Regions from separate parts of the Muntiacus reevesi genome. Here all the other regions are linked to region 3. The links are chromatin contacts, called in public Hi-C maps. All regions are on one chromosome and are shown on one strand. Each heading gives the region's core, a stretch centred on a gene start, on an enhancer-like site or on the middle of the called end of the contact. The rest is flanking DNA. Distances are from core to core; before and after follow the strand shown.

What was found. Hi-C and Micro-C count contacts between places; a contact is called where the count stands out from the background.
Region 1: a Hi-C map of blood shows a contact between it and region 3, with 2.2 times the contacts expected there. The contact joins the promoter of GMCL1 here to the promoter of AAK1 in region 3. A contact is called at or near these places in 2 of 3 Hi-C or Micro-C datasets (blood and muscle).
Region 2: a contact with region 3 is called in a Hi-C map of muscle, with 6 times the contacts expected there. The contact joins the promoter of NFU1 here to the promoter of AAK1 in region 3. A contact is called at or near these places in 2 of 3 Hi-C or Micro-C datasets (blood and muscle).

Annotation. Positions count from the first base shown.
Region 1 is chr3:36,910,506-36,914,158 of mMunRee1.1, forward strand. GMCL1 (germ cell-less 1, spermatogenesis associated) reads right to left here and starts at 2,030. Exons shown (of 14, transcript XM_065928999.1): 1 at 1,530-2,030. The coding sequence starts at 1,789.
Region 2 is chr3:37,263,373-37,266,964 of mMunRee1.1, forward strand. NFU1 (NFU1 iron-sulfur cluster scaffold) reads left to right here and starts at 2,281. Exons shown (of 8, transcript XM_065929024.1): 1 at 2,281-3,389. The coding sequence starts at 3,313.
Region 3 is chr3:37,086,971-37,090,344 of mMunRee1.1, forward strand. It overlaps AAK1 (AP2 associated kinase 1), which reads left to right and starts at 1,776. Exons shown (of 16, transcript XM_065929021.1): 1 at 1,776-1,954; 2 at 2,254-2,638. The coding sequence starts at 2,473.

The sequences.
Region 1 (3,653 bases), core at 780-3,279, 180 kb before region 3:
TAATTTCTTTCAAACGGACCCCGACACATATATTTCTATGCGTGTGTTAGACGCTTAGTTGTGTCCAATTCTTTGCAACTCTGTGGACTGTAGCCTGCCAGACTTCTCTTGTCCATGGAATTCTCAGGCAAGAATACTGGAGTGGGTAGCCATTCCCTTCTCCAGGGGATCTTCCTGACCCTGGGATAGAACCCAGGTCTCCTGCATCGCAGGCCATCTGAGCCATCAGGGAAGTCCCATATATTTTTATAGTGACATTAAATACAGTGGTCTAAATACTAATTGAAAGGCAGAGATTATCCTATTGGATTTTTTCAAAAACAAGACTCAACTAAATGCTGTCTACAAAATACTACTTTAAGACACAGGTTAAAAGGGAATCAAAACAAAGTGGTACTGGCTATAGTAATACGGATGTAAATATCTTTATATTTTGTAAAGATAAGGGGAGCCGATTCATCAAGGAGACATAATATTTACTGACTGCTTCCATACCAGGCACTGTGCATTGTATTAGCATCTCCATTTTAGTCATGAGGAAATAAGGCTATTAAGTGCAAATTATAGACCAGAACTCAGAACTTGAGCTTGTAAAACTATACTGCACTAATTCTCCAAAAAGGGAACTGAACAGTTTGACAGTCGGGTCCCTTTTTGTAAATATAAACATAAAACTGTATGAAAGGATTTAGAAATCAAATTACTTAGAGGTTATTATGATACTCTTATTTTACAATAAACATGTAACGTGTAGCATAAAATTTTACACTCTTTTAAAGTTTCCTTTAAAAAATTACATCTATGTGATCCACTGATAGCCTTAAAAAAGGTAGCAACGAGACTGTTTATGTGAAAATATATTCAACTTACAAAGGACATTTTAGTTCCCAAGTAAATACTCCGTTTTTCAACTCTTCTAAAAAATAGGTTAAGCAAGCTGCCTTACACTTGGTCAAAGACTCTGAGTGTGTGAGACGCTGAAAAGACTCTGTTGCTATTGAGGAACAAAGGTACACACTACTGATAAATTTCACCTTTACAGTTAAAAAGAGCTCCTGTATGTAATCATTTCCCTTCCGCTGTGGGACAACAGGGGTGCCCATTTCAGGGCCTGAATGTACGTGTCTCGTACTATTCAAGGCAGCCGGATGCAAAACAACTTAATTCTACTGCCACCCACTCAAGAGAGGACCAAGGTACGGAAGGCCGGCCGGCTGGCCCTGTCTAAGGTACGAGGCGCAAGCCTTGGCTTGGCGTTTCTCAGTCTCATCTTGGGGCGGTAGCACCACCCTGGCGGCGTCTGCGGTTTACAAGCCAGACCACGGGGCGTCTCCCCAGGTGCACCCCATCCGGCCCGCCTCGGACCGACTCTTAGGTCTACCCAGTCAAGGGCACGTCCGGCTCTTCACAGGCTGGGGAGAGCCGCAGCCCCTGAAACCCCCAGGGCTCACCCCCAGGCCGGGCCGCGGAAGCCGCCCAACAGGTGCGAGCGCGGACAGTGCGGGCGTGTCCCCCTCCCCGCCCCGTACCTTCGAGGGGTGTTGAGGAGCCGCTGCTGCTCGTCCCCTTCCTCCTCATCCTCGTCGGTCTCGGAATCCGGGTTACAGTAGCAGAAAGCCCCGCTGTTCCGCTTGCGCTTGTGACTGCCCGGACAGTAACAGAAGCCATGGCCGGGCGCGTCGCCACCAGTCTCCGGCCTCCGGGCGGAGCCCCCAGCCCCAGAAGCTGGCTCCTGCTGGGCTCGGGCTCGCCCTGGGTGGCGAAGCACCCGGCTGCTCAGCGAGCCCATGGGTCACGGCTCCCCGAGACGGCAGGGAGCGCACCTCAGGGAGCCCAACACAGACGGTCTCCCACCATGGCCCGGCCACCACCGCCAGCCTCCACAGAGCCCGAGTTGCCTACACAGCCACCTTCTCACGCGCGGCCACGACCGTTGCAGTGGACACCACAGCCTCCATCCTCCGCCCCGCCCGCTGCGTCTGGCCGCCACTCGCGCGAACCGCAGGACCTCACCCCCTGGCTTTTGCAACAAAGCGCGGAACGTAAGGCGCATGCGCACGGCGAGCCTCCGGAAGGGGCGGGGGAAAGCGCGCATACGTCACAGGTGGAGCCTGCGCAGAATGGGTTGAGGGCGGGAACAGGGCAGCGCGTGTGCTGTCCCCGGGGTATTTACGCTGAGCTTGGCTGATCTCTCCAACAATCCTGAGTTGGAGGCAGAACTGCTGTTTAGCTTTAGTTTGGACATCACTTTGTGTTAGCAAGACTGGCAATTCTAGCTTATTCGTTCTTTCTGCAAAGATTCCCTAAACTCCAGATGTCTTCTGGGCGCTCTGACCGGCACGGGGCAAAAAAGACATTGCTGTTTGGGGGTCTTTTTTGGAGGAGCTCACCATGTGTGAGCTTGGCGTTGCAGGGTCCGACACGACTGAGCGACTGAGCACCAACCATGTGCGAGGGTCACGCCCTGCTCAGGCTTTCCAAGAGAGGAGGACCTCGAATGTGGAGCTTTGCTAAGCCCTTGGGTTTTTGTGTATGTGTGTTTTATTTTTTAATGTTTTTTTAAATCGAAGGATAATTGGTTTACAGAATTTTGTTGTTTTCTGCCAAATATCAACATGACTCAACCATCGGTATGCATATGTCCCTTCCCAGCCCTTGGATTTGTTAAGGGGCACCTCTCGCCTGCTCTTAACTGATTACAGCGAGTCATTCCCAGGACTCTTTTCCTTCCCTCCCAGCGGCAGTGGGATGTCTGAATAGGCTTCATACCGGGCCTGTCAAGGTTTAAAGTGCCTTCTGGAGGTCCAAGCAAAACTTACAGGTGCTGAGCAAAAATTAAAGTTGTATACGTGGAGGATGCAGCCATTGCTATGGACCCTGGGTAGTCAGCTTTCATTCTCTGATTACCTTCTGCTAGTTTTCAAATGAAATGTTTATAATGACAGTGAAAGTGAAAGTCGCTCCGTTGTGACTCTTTGAGACCCCCATGGAATTCTCCAGTCCAGAATACTGGAGCGGGTATCCTTTCCCTTCGCCATTGGATCTTCTCAACCCAGGGATCAAACCCAGGTCTAGAGACCTGGCAAATTCTTTACCGGCTGAGCCACAAGGGAAGCCCTTATAATGACAGTATTTATAATGAAATATAAATGGAATACTTAAAATGAATTACTCTAATATGATAAATACCTATGGACTCACCACAAATATAACTTAAATTTTAGTAAAAACTTCAGTATATTATACTAGCTTTGATTCATTCAAGTAGAACAATAGAAACTCCCTTCCCTCTACACTATCCTCAGAATGGTTAGATCATTATTCCCATGAATGTTTTTATATGTGTACCCATAGCAATATATTTTCTTTTGCGTGTTTAGACATGTAATTAAATGGAATCATTCATACCTATCATTCTGCACCTTTCTTCTCTCTCAAAATTATACTTTTGAGACTTAATCAGTTGACAAATCTCTAGTTAATTTTCACTACTCATTTTGTGACTAACCCAAAATTTCTTTATCTTTTCCTTCACTGAGGGAGTTAGGTTGTTTCTTCTTTAATGTACACAAGAGCAGCAGTGAATACCATGTGCAGAGATTCACTAAACAGATCCCCAGAAGTGTTTGCTGGGAACTTTATATAACTTTATT
Region 2 (3,592 bases), core at 1,031-3,530, 180 kb after region 3:
CATTACTGAGCTTCTAGTGGGCTCAGTCTCTTAATCTGTAAAATGGTGACATTAAATGTCCATGATGTAGATTATTATGAGGTGTGCTTAGAAAAGTGGCCCACTGCAAGTGCTCAATCAATGTTAGTGATTTCTATTTGATTTGCCAGCTGTAGTGGCACCACCATGTGGTAATATCACAGTTCCCTCAGCCTACCAGCTTTGAAATTGTGTCTTACCTAACAATTTTTAATATTGGCATTTATTTCAGATTTTGTGCACAAAGCATAGTTGATTTACAATACTATGTGTTTCAGATATGCAGCAAAGTGATTCAGTTATACATACACATGTATATATTCTTTTTCAAATTCATTTCCCATTTAGGTTATTACAGAGAAAATAGATTTTTATTCACGCACCTACATGGGCATTAACAGAAAAATACAACTCAAGGAGGTGGTTAGAATCTGGAGCTTATACATTGTTTTAATAAGGTGTTGTTGCAAATAATCAATAAACAATCTAAATAAGAATAGAAGAGAGTTTTATTCAAGTCAAACTAAAGATTATAGCTTGAGAAACCACCTCTGAGTAGCTTGGAGAATACTGTTCCAAAGAGGTAGGGGAGGAGCCAGTATACATATAATTTTTGACTAGAAAATATATACATCTTCACTGATCAAGCATAGATGTTGATAAAACATTACTGCTAGTCACAAAGGACAGATACCTCAAATTAATGATTTTAGTGACTTTCTATATATGGGAAGATGCAAGAATCTAGAGTCATTTAAATTCTTCCTGAGGTATGCATCTCAACTATCTAGGGGCCAGCTTATTCAAAACACAGAATGCCTTACCCTGTTTTGGTCCCCACCCCCCTCAATTCCCTTCAGGGCCCTCACTGTGAGTCACAGCAGTGGGTTGTGACTTAGTCCTTTATATAAAAGATGGTGGGCAACATTCTTTGAATGGTGAAAGTATGTGTACAATGTATGGTTGACAAGTGATAAGACAGACTGTTTTAGTTAGCATAAAGTTCAAGCCAAATTATGTATAAGCCAGAATAACTTCCCCATACTTCAGTATGTGAACATTTCTTCCATCAAAGGGAAGGGAAAGGGGAAGGAGAAGGGGAGAAGGAGACCTATGGGAATACAAATGATTTTTTAGGAAAAGACAAATAGGTTTTTCAGAGAATAGAGATAAGATAGTTGTGTGAGAATGTCTGCTTTGGTGTTTTCTTATTCCTAAGCCAGATTCCCCTCTTCAGTGATAGGAATCCATCTTTCCTGGTTGCTAGACTATTAGGGAGAGGATTTATAACAGTTGAATTCTTTTGTGAGGCTCTATTTTTAGGTAGATGAGGGGAGTTCAAAACAGAATTCCTGAAGTGGTATATTCTGGATGCCTTCAACAGAAAGAGATAAGTATGTGAAATTGGGCAAGGCTCTACCACCGCCTTTTCTCTGCAAAGTAAAATGTGCCAAGAATGAGGAGGAAATAGATATCTTTAGAGTAACTAATAAAGAGAATGGTTAAAAAACATATATATATAACCAGTATTTTGAATAGAATGAGTTCACTAAGATAAGTGTGTTTGAACTCAACTGTGTCTGACTTTTTTGCGACCTCATGGACTGTAGTTCACCAGGCTTCTCTGTCCATGGGATCTCCCAGGCAAGAATACTGAAGTGGGTTGCCATTCCCTTCTCCAGGGGATCTTTCCAACCCAGGGATTGAACCCATGTCTTCTGCACTGCAGCCGGATTCTTTACCGCCTGAGCCATCAGGGATTCTTGCCTGGAGAATCCCATGAACAGAGGAGCCTGGTGGGCTACAGTCCATGGGGTTGCAAAGAGTCGTACACGACTGAGCAACTAACACACACACCTGAATTGAAGTTTGTCCATTAATCACATACAAAAAAGGGAAAGAGTACCTGCAATGAGGTCCCCCAAAGTGCTTAAGAGGCAGGCAGATGAAACCCTGCAAAGGAGAAGGAGGAGTAATCATAAAAATAATCGACACAACTGACAGTTGTAGTGCCAGGGAAACTAAGGAATGAGATTATTAAAGGAAGGAGAGACCCTCAGCATTTGACATTCTGGAGGTCAAGAAAGGTAAAAATGAAGAAAAATCCTTCAAACTCAGCAACATGGATGATGGGGGTGGTCTTGACTAGAGCAGGTCCCCTCCCTGCACCAGTGGGACACAGAAGGCTGCTTTTGATGGTTTTGATCTGAGAGTGCCTCAGCCTCCAGCAGCTTGAAGCAGGATTTCAGTTTCCAGCCAGAGGTTGAGGTCAGGCCGTGTCAGTGACAGCGGTGAATTCCAGACACTAGACGACCAGGAACAGTGACCAGGGACAAGTGCCTGGCCTGTCACGGTGTGGCAATGAAATTCCACATGAAGATGGAAAGTAGTAAGAAAAGTGTTTATTAGGAGGAAAAAAAGAGTACCTGTGGGTGGACACATGGGCAGGTTCAGAGAGCGAGTCGCACCCTCCTGGTAGTTTGAATCACTTGTATGGGGCATTTCTTCCGGGTTTCCTTTGGCCAGTTTGAGGAGTGGGAGGTGAGAAACTAGAAACTAAAACTGTAGGCAACTCTTACATCACTCGACTTTGCAAGAGGAAAAAGTCGTTTGAAGGTGGTTTGGGGCAAGGCAGGATTTTTCTTGTAGGAAGAAGTAGATAAGAGACAGAGAAGTTGAAGATGAGAGAAAAGATGGTTCCTAACTGGGGTATGTTCTTGGGCGGAGAAGCCACAGTGCACACTTGATTCAAGGTCTAGAAGACAGTAAAGGGTCAAGCTGTGGATGACAGTGAAGTCTAAAACGGGTCAGAAAAGAACGAAGCCAATACACAGCCTTGAGTATGTAAACTGCACTCTCTTCAGCCCTAGACCAGCTGTAGTCTGAAGCCCCGCCCACTGCCCTAAACGCCTCCCCTTGGATGCGGTCTCAACATGTCTGACAACAAGTGTGTTGTGTCCATTCCAAAACCAAGGGGAAAAGTCAAAGTATTAGTCGCTCAGTCAGTGTCCTATATATTCTATATATTTTATTCTCTATTCTATCTATATGTATTTTATATATTCTAGAGCAGTGCCTCTCAAATGGGAGCTTGCATCAGAATCACCTGGAGGGTTTGTTAAAACCGATTACTGGATGCCACCTACCGAGACTGCGGTTCAGTAGTTCTAATGTGCAGCCTGATAATTCGCATTTCCCACTCGTTCCCATGAGGTTTCTGCCTCTAGTCCACACTCTGAGAACTGCTGTCCTAGAAGAAGCTGTATACCCCGACGAGACTCTGGAGAGTAGATAATGAATGAACTTTGCACTGCGCTCCGGGAACTAGCCAGTGCTCATGTTGATACCGCAGAAGGCAGCTCCGCACCAAGGTGAGTCTCTGTGCCTGCCGAATCCACAAGCCCGGCCTTACCCAGAGCCACACGGGCCTCACGGAAGGAGGGCAGTCAGCTAGGGGGCTGGAGGAAGGTGAGAACCTTCTCAGGGGATGCTACAGGGTGACTTTTGAGCTGGGGCCAGATGGCAAGAAGGATTCTACCGGAGGCAACCGGCAGGGTTAGGGACGGGGAACAGC
Region 3 (3,374 bases), core at 526-3,025:
CAAGACCCATTCCAAACTTTCTTGGAAAAAATTTAGCCTTTTAAGGAAAGTGCAGAGAACATGCCTCCCGTGGGTTTGTTTCCAGGGAATGTCTTACCAGGTGCTGCGTTCTGCCCTGGAGGTGGCTGTGAGGATTAGTGAACTGAGGTGACAACGTCCACTCCCTCCGGAAGAAAAGATGCTGTCTCTACACAGAAGTTTAACTGGTAGTTTAACTATGATACTACTTGAACCACGATGAACAAAAAAGAAAGAGGAGGAGGACAATGGGGAGAAAGAAAAGAGGCAGGAGAAAAAAGAGGAGAAGAAGGAAGAGGAAGCAACAGAAACCTCTGTCAATTCAGTCACAGTTCAGTTTAAAATTTAAATTTCACTTAAGAGAAACCAAGAACACCATCCCCCTAACCTGCCCCCCCCCCCCCCCCCCCCGCCCTGGACCACCTTTCTCTACCTCCCTCAAATGCCTGCAGAAAAACTAATTTACAAGCCAAAAGGGCTGTCTCAGAAATAGGGAGCAGGTGGAGGTGAGAAATAACTTAAATTCAGGGATTTGAAAAATCATGAATCTGGGGAGGGGGGATGGGAAAGGATTTGGCACTACCGTCATCATCATCTATCAGGAAATCTAGGGATGGAGAAGGGTACCAAGAGGGGTCCAAATCTTCTGCCTTTGACAGATGCAAACCACACCGTCCACCTCCATTCTGCGCACTCGGGCGATAACTGGGTAAAATAAACATCAAAACGGGAATATTGAAGAGGAAAGACATAAACAGTCAGTTTAGAGTTCTCGTGTGGGCGGGGGTTAAATGAAGGTCAGGCAAAACCACGGCATCAGAAAAGGTGGAAGAATTAAGGGTCACCGTCAGACAAGCCCCGAAGTTTGGGGTCGAGCCAAGGGTTTGGGTCGCCTGGTAGCCTACGATTTGCTCCGCACATACGCTCTCTAAGTTTCTCAGTTTGAGTCTCGCCGGCAAATTTCCTGAAAAGGCACCGTCTTATTAAGGGTTTTCACAGTGCCTAGCTCAGAGCTGACCGCTGAGCCTGTTCTCAACATCTGTAAGCAAAAGCTGCTTTTGAAGTTGGGAGGAGGAAGGGCTCTGGTTTTATTATATTAGGGTTAGCTTTGAGGTGTGGCCAGGCACCAACGGCCAGCGAAAATTTCCCGATCGCCCTCCGTCTTCCACCTCTGTGCAGGTGACGTCGGTAAGCCCCGCAGGACCCACTAGGGGCTAAGCCGCTAAGCCGCGTCCTTCAGGTGTCAGCCTCGATCCGTTTGGAAACCACAATCCCCAGAATCCCTTGTGCAGGGAGGTCAAGTCGCAAATAAGATGGCTCCAGAAGGGTGGAACATGCAGCAGGGTGGAAACCCTAGTCCCTGGCAGTTTCTTTACCGGATGTGTTTAAATAACCGAATCCCACAAATGCACCACCCCGCTAACCACCTCCGTGGCGGAGAAGGCGACCGCAGCCTCTTCGCTCGCTCCTCCAGGGGCATCCTGGGAGTTGTAGTCCAGTCGCTAAGCTGCAGCGAACTACCTTTCCCATGGTGCTCTACGAGTCGGGCAATATCAACGTTCTTTTCCAAAACTCTCTCAGCACTGAGACCCCGTTTCCCCACTCCCCTTCTCTCCGACAACGCGTTCTCATTCTTGGTGACAGAGTGGAGGCCGCTAGGGGCCTCAGCCCCTGGCCCTGCCGCTCGGGGAGGCACTTCCGGCGGCGGTTCACTTCCTGGTTGGGTGGATGGAGCCGGGCGGGAGCGCGCGCGGGGGAGGGGCGGCGGGTCAGTCTCCGCCGGGCGCTCCGGGGATCAGCTGGCGGGCGGGCGGGCGCCGAATGCGGCCCCGGCTCTCGCTGCAGCGCCGCCTCCTCTCCGCGTCGCAGGCCGGCCCGGCGGCCGTGACAATGTTGCGGGGCTGGTAGCTGCGCGCCGGCCGCCGAGCCATCTCAAGTGGGTGCCGCCGGGATGCTGCCTCGCGGGGCGGCAGGGAGACCGGGGAGGAGGGGAGGCATTGCCCGCTGGGTCAGCGCTGCCCGTGGTGGCCCGAATTCCTCCTTTTTCAGAGCCCAGGGCAAGGGAGTCCCGGGTTCTGGGGCCGGGGACGCGTTTTCAGCCCCAGGGTTTTTCTCTCTAAGAAAATTCATGAAGCGTTTCCCCAGGATGGTGGCTTCTGCTCCCCCTAGGACTCAGCAGTTGAATTTTTAAGTGTGTTACTGATTCATCCTCTCTCTCTCCCTCTGTCATCACAGGTTTAAACTTACACGAATCGCTCTCTTGAGGAGGAGGGGACCGCCGCGCGATTGACACGCATATTCCTATAGACATCCTCCCTCAGCCCCCACCCCCACGGCCGGATTCGGGTGGCTCCTCTCCGAGCTGAAATCCGAGAAGAAATCCTTGGATCTCTTGTTTAAAAAAAAAAAAAATCCAGAAACCGTCGGTATTTTGCTTTCCTGCTTCCTTTTCGCATGATGAAGAAGTTTTTCGACTCCAGGCGAGAGCAGGGCGGCTCTGGCCTGGGCTCCGGCTCCAGCGGAGGAGGGGGCAGCACCTCGGGCCTGGGCAGCGGCTACATCGGAAGGGTCTTTGGCATTGGGCGACAGCAGGTCACAGTGGACGAGGTGCTGGCGGAAGGTATGGTGGGACTTTTTCGGTGCGCCGTAAATTAAAATCTTGTGCTGATGCAGCAAGACTCTGGTTTCCAGTTGTTGAATGTATGAATGGCTTTTGCCCAGCTGACCCTCCCTTCTCCCTCCCCTTGCCCTGTAAATCCTTGTCCTTGAGAAATTTGAAACGGGGATTTCAGAGTGACGGGGCTTTATGGGGTGGGGGGAGTTTGCCAGAAATTGTTTACCTCGGTGGCCTTTTATTAAAAAAAAAAAAAATTGACAGGACAGTTCTTGCCTGCCTCATCGAATTGTGAGGATCAGACGAGAAAAACGTATGTGTGAAAGTGCAAAGCTTCACATCAGATGTAGGGTGTGGGGCTTGTGATCCTCCTAAAACTTGAAATACTGATGTGAGGGCTGCAGGGTGGGGTTGGAGAACCTTGAAGAGGGGTTTCTCCTCCTACCCAACTTTCCCTCTCCCTTGAGCAGGGCTTGGAAGGTAGAGAGGGTTTTCAGGGAAAATCAGAAGGTGTTTTTCCAAGAGCCACGGCTCTTGGTGGCTTTGACTAGGTTTGTTTCCTGACCTAACTGTAATCAGGTCCCCAGGATACAGTTTGGGTAACAGAAATTACATGGAATTAATGTGGTTATTTTGAAATTGGTCCAGTGGGCCCCTCTTCTTCCTATTCTTTTGATTTTGGGGGAGGGGTGTGTGTTTTGCCAAAAGAATTACTTGAGAGTGGCATCTGATTTTTGCTTTT